Linked DNA regions of Mus musculus: regions 2 and 3 are each linked to region 1. The links are chromatin contacts, called in public Micro-C and promoter capture Hi-C maps. All regions are on one chromosome and are shown on one strand. Each heading gives the region's core, a stretch centred on a gene start, on an enhancer-like site or on the middle of the called end of the contact. The rest is flanking DNA. Distances are from core to core; before and after follow the strand shown.

Region 1 (3,300 bases), core at 340-2,839:
ATTATCATCAAGATGGGAGCGTGGCAGCATTTAGTTGGGAATATTTATAGCTATCCTAGAGTGCATGTAGTCTATAGACCATGAGTTGGATATACCCAAATATATTCAACTGCTTCCCAGTTGGATTTACAGATTTTTAAATTCCTCAATAGGATGAAACCTATGTGAACTGTGCATTTCCAAATGGACCAGCCCTGCCCACCTTTCTTCACCTTCTTTGGAACAATCTCTGTCTCTCTGTGGAAAGCCTCTTTAAGCTGCTTCCTCCTTCAGGGCTTTGACTTCTGGTTTTCTGCCTGAAACACTGCATTCAGTTTTCAACTGTTGGCTCTTTGTCCCTTTATAGTATCATCTCAAACTTTGGATTCTCAGGGAGACTTTTTGTTTTTAACACTAAATACAGGCTTATTAGATTCAGCAAAAGTATAAGATACCTAGTAAAATAAGACTTTGGATAAACATCAACTAGAATTTTTTGGTCTTTGTTCATATACTAGAAATTATTGTGTTTTGTCTGAAACTCAAATTTAATGAGCTGTTCCATATTATAGCAACCCAAATATAATACTCTTTTATTATCCCTGGATTGTTCCCTGTTAAAAATTCTATTTATTGTCTACTCTCCTGGACCCAACTCAAGCATTCCCCTACATGTTCACAACTGTTTCTCCAGTGCTGATCTCAGTGCCTGGCACATAGTAGATGCTCACTACATGTTAGCCGGATAAGAAAAATAAATTCAGATTGACCACAGCTTCAGGGCAAGTCGCTGGCCAGAAAGGAAAGAGAATGCCTACTTTAAGTAATCAAACAATACTGTGCTGAAACGTCTAGGGAAGGTACAGTGGAGGGAAGGGCATGGTGTTGCCTGCCTTTTAGAAGAGACCTAGTGGAGTCAGAAGATCCTAGATGCATACATTTGGGGAGAAGCAAAATCTAGACGACTTTAAAAAAAAATCAGTTTTCCGACAAACTGAAAGAAATAACTGAAGAAAAATCTGCTTGAGTGGAAAGAACAAGACCGAGCTCTGAATAGGGTCAAAAGCAGTAAGGATCTTCCCATCTCTGTCCAAGCGGAGCGCCCCTGAGACTTACTTTAAGGGTTAGCTTTATTATCAAGTTCTGAGAACTATTCCTGATTATAAGGAAAGTCACCGCGCAAGCAAACAAAGAGCATGGAGAGTGGATGGTGATGAAGTCAAAACAGAAGAAATCAAACTCCCCTCTTGAGCCCAGGATGCCCAAACAGTTGAAGGCAGACTTATTTGGCCTCAGCATTTGGAGAGCTTTATGACCAGCGGCGATGTATGCTGGGTTCCCTGAGGGACCCACCAGGGGTGCAGAGGTGCACTCCACCCCGATGTCCGCTCAAGCAGGGTTCGTCCGTTCGTCCGTCTGTCCTAAAGCAAGCCGTGTGTGGGACTGTAGACTCAGGTCAAGCAGGCTCCCAGCCCTACGCAGCTCCACCCGGCTCTTGCCTGCCCTCCCACCTAGGAGCTGGAGGATGGTCCTGGGTGCTTTAGCCAAGGCTGCTAGTCCCCGACGTCTACAGCAGGACGCGCCCTGTTGTGTGAGCAGCGTGCGCGCCCAGTTTGGAGACGGCCGCCTCTGCTGCTGACAGGTGCTGGCCTGAGGGCGCGGGTGTGGTTCCCAGTGCAGCTGGAAGCCCGAGCCGGCCGCTTGCAGCTTTCCGAGCTCCCGCGGGCGCCGAGGGGAGTCAGGGTGCGGCCTGGGGGCGCTCAGTGGTCTGGAGCAGCGGAGTTCCCTGCTAGAAACTTTGCAGGACGGCCGCGCCCCGCGGCGGGAGGGCCTCGGCCGCAGCCGTTTTGCTCCGAGCTGGCCTGAAGCCGCTGGACGCTCCGGGCTTGTGCTGCTGCGCTGGCCGCCGCCGCCGCCGCCGCCGCCTCCACGCTCCCGGAGGAGGCGCAGCCCGAGAGGGAGGAGGAAAGGCAATAGGAGGGGAGACAAGGTGCCTGGGTTGGAGGATGGAGCCCCGGGCTGCCACGACTGGCGAGCTCGTGCGGGCCGCGTCCCCCTCCTTCCAGGCCCGGCTCTGGAAGAACCTGCAGCTGGGGGTGGGCAAGGGCAAGGGCGGCGGAGGCGGGCGCGCTGGGGGCCCCGAGCACCGCACTGCGGCCACTCCGACCCCGTCCCCGCCGCCCCCGGGGACCACGCAGGACGCCCTGGCCGGTGTGGGAAGTACTGGCAGCAGGTGGAGCGGCTTCAAGAAGCGGAAGCAAGTGCTGGACCGAGTGTTCTCCTCCTCACAGCCCAACCTGTGCTGCTCCTCACCAGAGCCCCTGGAGCCAGGCGGAGCAGGCAGAGCCGAGCAAGGGTCCACGCTGCGCCGCCGCCTACGCGAACATCTGCTGCCCGTGGCTAAGGGGTCCTCGACAGCCACAGGGACAGGCGGAGTGACGCCTCCTGGCGGACGCTCTCCGGACTCAGCTCCTTCTTCGTCTTCCGCCTCATCTTCCCTGTCCTCTTCTCCCCAACCGCCCCCGAGGGGGGACCGCGTCCGTGATGAGAGTACACGGCGTGGGGGCCCTGGGGTGCACCTGTGCCACCAAAAGAGCTCCTCTCTGCCCGGAACCGCGTGCCTGGAGCAGTTGCTGGAACCGGCGCCACCCCCCGCAGAACCGGCCCGGGGTCCCGCCGAACCCCAGGCTCTGCAGAAGGACATAGAGCGCGACTGCAGCCAGGTGAGTGCCAGGTGGCCAGCGCCGGGCAGTGTGCAGGCCACGCCTCCAGCTTCAGGCTGCCTTGGCAGCGAGTGTGTGTGTGTGTGTGTGTGTGTGTGTGTGTGTGTCCCCATGTGTGCGGGCACGGACTACTAACTAGCTGAAACGGAGCAAAGACATTTTGCTCGGGTTTAGTAGTAACAGTTTAGACTTGAACCCTGACTTGACTTTGACACGAATGAATGACACCTGTCGCCAAAAGCACTTTGGGTAGTTTAACACAGAGCTAAAGAAAAGTTTCAAGGTAACTTGGCTGCTTTTTGGAGGTGTCCTGCAAGATGCCCTAAGAAGATTTTCTTGGGGAGAAAAAAAGCTAACATCCCCCCAAATTTACCAAAGGAAATCGCAACTGTGTGAAGGGACACTGTCTGAAGCAAAAGGCTAGCAGTGGGCCTAGGAATGCTGAAAGGTGAAGTTAAGGTTTAGATGAAGATTTATTACAGAAATTTGCTAATTTCTTGGTAGTCTCTTCCTGAAACTTTCTTCTACAGGTGGATCACTGTCTCTCGGGTCGGGGGTGGGGTGGGGGCGGCAGGATCTGAGTTAGTAAAGCAGTTAT
Region 2 (3,300 bases), core at 468-2,967, 250 kb after region 1:
TTAATAGCTGAGTAGTACTCCATTGTGTAGATGTACCACATTTTCTGTATCCATTCCTCTGTTGAGGGGCATCTAGGTTCTTTCCAGCTTCTGGCTATTATAAATAAGGCTGCTATGAACATAGTGGAGCATGTGTCCTTCTTACCAGTTGGGGCATCTTCTGGATATATGCCCAGGAGAGGTATTGCTGGATCCTCCGGTAGTACTATGTCCAGTTTTCTGAGGAACCGCCAGACTGATTTCCAGAGTGGTTGTACAAGCCTGCACTCCCACCAACAATGGAGGAGTGTTCCTCTTTCTCCACATCCACGCCAGCATCTGCTGTCACCTGAATTTTTGATCTTAGCCATTCTGACTGGTGTGATGTGGAATCTCAGGGTTGTTTTGATTTGCATTTCCCTGATGATTAAGGATGTTGAACATTTTTTCAAGTGCTTCTCTGCCATTCGGTATTCCTCAGGTGAGAATTCTTTGTTCAGTTCTGAGCCCCATTTTTTAATGGGGTTATTTGATTTTCTGAAGTCCACCTTCTTGAGTTCTTTATATATGTTGGATATTAGTCCCCTATCTGATTTAGGATAGGTAAAGATCCTTTCCCAATCTGTTGGTGGTCTTTTTGTCTTATTGACGGTGTCTTTTGCCTTGCAGAAACTTTGGAGTTTCATTAGGTCCCATTTGTCAATTCTCGATCTTACAGCACAAGCCATTGCTGTTCTGTTCAGGAATTTTTCCCCTGTGCCCATATCTTCAAGGCTTTTCCCCACTTTCTCCTCTATAAGTTTCAGTGTCTCTGGTTTTATGTGAAGTTCCTTGATCCACTTAGATTTGACCTTAGTACAAGGAGATAAGTATGGATCGATTCGCATTCTTCTACACGATAACAACCAGTTGTGCCAGCACCAATTGTTGAAAATGCTGTCTTTCTTCCACTGGATGGTTTTAGCTCCCTTGTCGAAGATCAAGTGACCATAGGTGTGTGGGTTCATTTCTGGGTCTTCAATTCTATTCCATTGGTCTACTTGTCTGTCTCCATACCAGTACCATGCAGTTTTTATCACAATTGCTCTGTAGTAAAGCTTTAGGTCTGGCATGGTGATTCCGCCAGACAAAATTTCTATTATAAACAGTATTTTAGAAAAACAACAAAATTACAAAATAAGCAACCAAAATATTACAAAAGAATAAAGCACATATTACATTATATGCAGAAGGTTTTTGTACACGAATTGCAGAAAGAAAGTAGATAAAAATTACTATAGAAAAATCATGTGTTCATTAGATCAGAAATAAACTGATCAAAATGGAAATTGAAAAAATCATTCCATTTATAATAGAGGAGAAAGACCCGGTTAACATTCAAGAATAAAATTAGATAGAGGTAGAACAAATATGAAGAATATAATATTGTATTATTAAAGGTCACAAAAGAGAACCTAGACGAACTGGAGAGTTATATTTCCCTTGAGAGTATGTAATTTATGAAATTATCAACATTTCTCATATTGATGTAGAAATTCAAGGCAGGTTATGAGAATATCACGCTTTTATTTCTCATGTAAAACTAATAACCTCAATGTGTTTGAGTGATTGCTATATATCAGATGCTATTTTTAACATTTTTATGGGTATTCAAGCCCACAATGTATTGCTATTAATGTCATCTTATTTCCTAAATAAGAAAGCCGAAGTAAAGGCAAGTCACATGACTGCTGTAAGTGACAGAAAAAGGAAGTTTAACAACTAACCCCAACTAGCTGGCTCAGCAAAACCAGAAAGAGTGAAAATACAATGATCATTAAGAAACATTTAGACAACAAACATGAAGATTTGTACACATTCTAACAAGTATTAGAATTCAGTCTTTTATGCAAATGATTTGGAATGAACACAGAAATAAACATTAGAGGGAAATCCCATGTATAGCCAAGTGTACTTGGGAACTTATAGAAATTTACAGGTACCAGCTGCCAACCATGCGCCAGGGGATGGCCCTATTCCCAAGAGAGCATGGGCAGAACAAATTGTACTTAGGTATTTTAAAAAGAGAGAGTTTAGCAATGGAGGCACGAAGAGGTAAAGAGTGAATCTGGGAGTTAGGTGATGAGTAGAGGCTGAACGTTTTCAAAATGCATCATGTAAGATTTTCCAAGAGTTAATACAATATTATGGTTAAGAGAGAAAAGTTTCCATTTTATAGAGTATATTTAAATTGTACCTTTGGTAGTTTAAAGAACTACATAAAAATAAAAATTATAAGATGATTTTTAACTATGTAAGTAATTATGATGGTATGCTAAAAATTAAGAAACTATGAAATGTAGAAATTACTGAGGGAATAAGACAGCTTTAACTGCTCAGTAGTCTGATGTCACCACATATAACATGTGCAAAGATCAAAGACAGAGGACAAACCAAGAAAAAATATTTACAACAAAACAAAAATTATTACCATGTGCAGGGTTGAGGGGAAGGGGGGAAAAGAATAAAAACCTTCAGTTATTAGAGGAATATGTATAGAGTCCCAATATGTAGAAACAATGACTATATAGCTTGATAGTAACACTGAAGTATAATTTGAAAATTTATTAAATTTTTAACCACAAAGCAATATATATATATATATATATAATGATTATAGATGGAGTGAGAGCTCTATGAACTGACTTATTTCACTAATAATTTTGATAATAAATGAAGTTCAAATCATTCTATTGTATGCCAGAAAATAATAAAATTTTCTTTATTAACTACACATCAAGACAGTGAAAACAAGTACAGAAGGGAAGGGGATGGAGGAAGGCATGCTCTTGGTATTGCGAAAATCATATGCCCCAGTACAGGGGAATGCCAGGGTCAGGAGGCAGGGGGTATGTGGGTTGGGGAGCAGGGCGGGGGGAGGGTATAGAGGGCTTTGGGGATAGCATTTGAAATGTAAATGAAGAAAATATCTAATAAAGTAAAAGAAAAGAGGAAGGTAGGGAGGGAGGGGAGAGGGAAATATTGATTTATTGGTCTAAAAGTACCTGTGTTATGTTTTCTTAAATAAACTGTGAATAATAGAAAACTTATGCTAACATTGTTCAAGCTGAAAACTAAACCTGACATGTATATGAGTCACTATGTATCTTTGCGTATGCTTGAGTAAAGCTTGGAAGACTATGAAAGATTATACCTCAAACTGTTAAATTAGGTCATCACTGGTCTGCTGTTCGAAGCCTGGGCTTGTATTGTGCTTGTAGGAATTGCAGGAAAAGACATCTGGGAGATGTGGTGCAGAATACTTGAGATTTAGCAGCTCTT
Region 3 (3,300 bases), core at 440-2,939, 230 kb before region 1:
AAAGAGGGATCTGTGAAGAGAACTGATAAACACACCTCCTTGTCTTCTTATATAGAAGGCATTATTGTATACTGCAGTGAACCAGTTGGCCATGGGAAGCAGTACAGCAGAAGATAAAAGCAATACTGCTCTAAAGACCATTCAGAAGGCAGCCTTCCTTTCTCCAGGTGAATATATTACCTATCCATTTTATTAATCTTGATGTGATCAAATTTACATTTGTGGGTTAAAAGAAGAAAGTTTGTATTTTCATGATATAAGAAATTGTAAGAATGTATTTTAAAGTTTTGCACATTACTTGATTATTTGAATGTGACTCTTGTTAATTATAATATATCAATTGTTTAAACAGACTGATGAGAATGTTTTCATAGACATACTTGATTTTCTGTTACTGAAAATATGAATGACATTTTCAGGCTATTTTATTTCAATTTTCCATCAGTCTAGTCTAGTATAGTTTATCTATACCTACTAAATTACTTACTATAGTATTTTTGTGTGTGGTTAACTCTGGAAGTTCGGGGTGCGTTCTGTATATTGTGTTACTTTTCCTGTGTCTATGACAATACCTGACAAAGCAACTTAAGGAAGGAGAGTTTATTTTGAGTCATGATTTGAGAGTCCAAGCAATCTATTAAGATGGGGAAGTCACGGTGATGGGGAGAAGCCACCATCATGCTCCGTTTCAGTCAGGAAGCAGAGAAAGGTGAAAGTTACCACTCACCTCTCGCTCTCTTTCTGGTAGACTGGAACTGCATAGCCCACGCAATGACTCTGCCACATTCAGGGTAGATCTTTCCTCTAGTAGATATGTCTGCAAATACCTTCATAGACATAGCCAGAGGGTTGTTTGCATGAGGATTCTAAATCCTATCAAGTTAACAAGACTGACTGACAGGTATGGTAACTGTTAGAAATCTATAGCCTCACTTTAGCGAGCTATTGTTAATTCTAACAGGCTGTGCCATATTTATGCTATTGACCGTACAGGTAAGGAAAAATAAATATTACCGTCCCAGTGTGTTTCCACTGTTACTCATGGAAATATTAGGTCATTTTTGTAGGGTTATAAAGCAGAGTATTATACTTTTGTCTTTACTATGAAATGCAGTGTCACACAGTTGCCTTTCCCTGGTACACAAAATAATACGTGCAGCACCCTCTCGGTACCATGAGATTCGTTCATGCTTTCCTGGTAGAACATAGGTTCAATGTTGAGTTTTTCCTGAGTTTCACTTTTTTTAAAAACTAAAAACCAAAACCAAAGCTAAAATATGTTGACTTGTTTATCCTTAAACCAAGCTTGTTTTGTTAGGAACAGAGTAATAAAGATGAGTGTCTCATTGAAACTTGTCCTCCATGTCTAGTGAGTGTCTGTACTCTCCATAATAGCATAATACTTTAGGGACTGAGCCAACCAGCCATGGAACAGACAGGAATTTATTTAACTAGTTCCTTTATGAGATCTTCAGAAATTTACAAATCTTGAAGGTTAACTATACGAGTTTGTTTTTGGAAAACAAGTTAGCTTTCCTTTAAGGCCATGAAAGTTTTTAAAAATATAATTTATTGGAGAAGACATAAACTTTTATTTATGATAGTTTTGCAGCAGCATGGTGATATGACTTTTAACTGTATTTCTTGTTTAGATGACCCTGCTGTCTGGGCTGGGCTGATGGCAGCCTGCCATGCAGATGATAAACTGGCTTTACTCAATAACACTCAGCCAAAGAGGGTAGATTTGTACTTGGCATTGCGGTCTGCTGTTGCTGCTTCACGTAAGTTTTATTTTTATGTATTTACATTTAAAATGTTTTAATTGCATACAATATATTTTGATCATATTCCTTTCTGTCACCTAAGTCCTTCCAAATTCTCCCTCCCTACTTACCCACCAAACTTCATGTTCTTTCTCTAAAAAAAAAAAACCAAAAAAAAACAATAAAATAAAATAAACCAAAAAAGGGGGGGGAAAAAAACACCAAACAACAACAAAGAAAAACAAAATGAAAACCATGGAGTCCATTTTGTCTTAGTTGACTGCTCCTGAGCATGAGGCCTACCCTGGAGTGTGGTTGATATAGCCAATGTCACTCCACTAGAGAAACCATTCTCCTCACAGCTATCAGTTGCAGATAGCTTTTGGTTAGGGGTGAGACTTTTGTGCCTACTTCCCCTTATCTGCCCTGTGATTTTGGTCTACTTGAATTGTGTAGGTCTTGTGCTTCCTATTACAATCACTTTGAATTCATATTTGCGTTAGCCCTGTCTTGTTTGGTAGACACTTTTCCTTGATGCCATCTACCCCCTCTAGCTCATAGAATCTTTTTGTGTCCTCTTCTGCAATTACCTCTGATCCTTGAGGCTAGGGGTTTGAGAAGGACATCTCATTAAGAGCTAAGTGCTCCAAGGTCTCCTCTGTCTATACATTGTCCAGTTGTGGGTTTCAGTATTAAGTACTATCTACTGCAAGAAGAGGCTTCTCTGGTGAGAGTTGAATGACACACACTGATCTATGGATATAGTGATGTCATTAGGACTCACTTGATTGAATTGTACATTTAACAGAATAGTAGTAGTAGTAGTAGTAGTGGTAGTGGTAGTGGTAGTGGTAGTGGTGGTGGTGGTGGAGGTGGTAGTATATTATGTTATTAGTATAGTATATTAATTGCCGGGGGGGGGGCAGCCACAGCTATTCTTTCTGGTTCTGTCTTGAAGGTGGCCAAGGGGAAGAGCATCAGCAGGGCAAGACTTGGTTTTCTAAGATATTTAGGGTTGCCTTTTCTATAATAAAACGTTTTCCTGCCATGAGTCTAAGTTACTTTACAGAGGTAGCTGACCTGCCTAAGTTCCTCTGAGGGCAGAAACTGTAGACTCTGGCATTTAGCATTTCAAAGTAAGACTGCAGGGGATTAAGTAAAAGGATTTGTTGCTAGTGCTCCTTTCTTTGGTATGTCAACAGAAGCCTTTTTGGCTAAGGTGGTTTAACTCTTTGTGAACAGAGCGGAAGGAGAGGAAAAGAATTAAGATGCTTTATACAAGCAGATATGCACAGACACATATACATTCAAATGTTCATACACCCATACTCTGGCCGGGCCTGACCATCTGTCATAATCAACTCCACAAGTATTCATGATGATTACATGCATACACATATACCTACATACGTACATATAGACAAACAGGCATACACATTTGGATGGGGGCGTGGGTGGATGGATGGATGGGGCAGAATTCTCCAAATCAAACTATTCAACCAACATCTTTTTCTTTTCTCTGATCTTTTTATATCTT

What was found. Promoter capture Hi-C pulls out the DNA fragments that hold promoters and counts their contacts. A called contact is a pair of places that touch in the nucleus more often than the background predicts.
Region 2: a promoter capture Hi-C map of the HPC-7 cell line shows a contact between it and region 1. The contact joins the enhancer-like site here to the promoter of Mctp1 in region 1. A contact is called at or near these places in 9 of 39 promoter capture datasets (the HPC-7 cell line, HPC-7-derived erythroid cells, cranial neural crest and 5 more), 1 of 484 Hi-C or Micro-C datasets (bone marrow-derived macrophages), 1 of 115 datasets of contacts at active chromatin or transcription factors (microglia) and 1 of 9 other capture datasets (adipose tissue).
Region 3: a Micro-C map of granulosa cells shows a contact between it and region 1, with 2.4 times the contacts expected there. The contact joins the enhancer-like site here to the promoter of Mctp1 in region 1. A contact is called at or near these places in 2 of 39 promoter capture datasets (embryonic stem cells and hippocampal neurons), 1 of 484 Hi-C or Micro-C datasets (granulosa cells) and 1 of 9 other capture datasets (adipose tissue).

Annotation. Positions count from the first base shown.
Region 1 is chr13:76,382,550-76,385,849 of GRCm38.p6, forward strand. Mctp1 (multiple C2 domains, transmembrane 1) reads left to right here and starts at 1,590. Exons shown (of 21, transcript NM_030174.3): 1 at 1,590-2,702. The coding sequence starts at 1,986.
Region 2 is chr13:76,636,749-76,640,048 of GRCm38.p6, forward strand. All of the region lies in intron 1 of Mctp1 (multiple C2 domains, transmembrane 1), which reads left to right. Among named protein-coding and RNA genes, the nearest start is that of Gm24519, 34 kb to the left of the region's middle. Within about 2 kb of position 1,718, at least 2 of the 459 cell types and tissues checked have an H3K27ac peak or open chromatin away from gene starts, as enhancers often do. A contact at or near this core is called in the HPC-7 cell line and bone marrow-derived macrophages, where this site is marked.
Region 3 is chr13:76,155,597-76,158,896 of GRCm38.p6, forward strand. It overlaps Ttc37 (tetratricopeptide repeat domain 37), which reads left to right. Exons shown (of 44, transcript NM_001081352.2): 37 at 56-167; 38 at 1,653-1,781. Among named protein-coding and RNA genes, the nearest start is that of Ttc37, 59 kb to the left of the region's middle. Within about 2 kb of position 1,690, at least 2 of the 459 cell types and tissues checked have an H3K27ac peak or open chromatin away from gene starts, as enhancers often do. A contact at or near this core is called in granulosa cells, where this site is marked.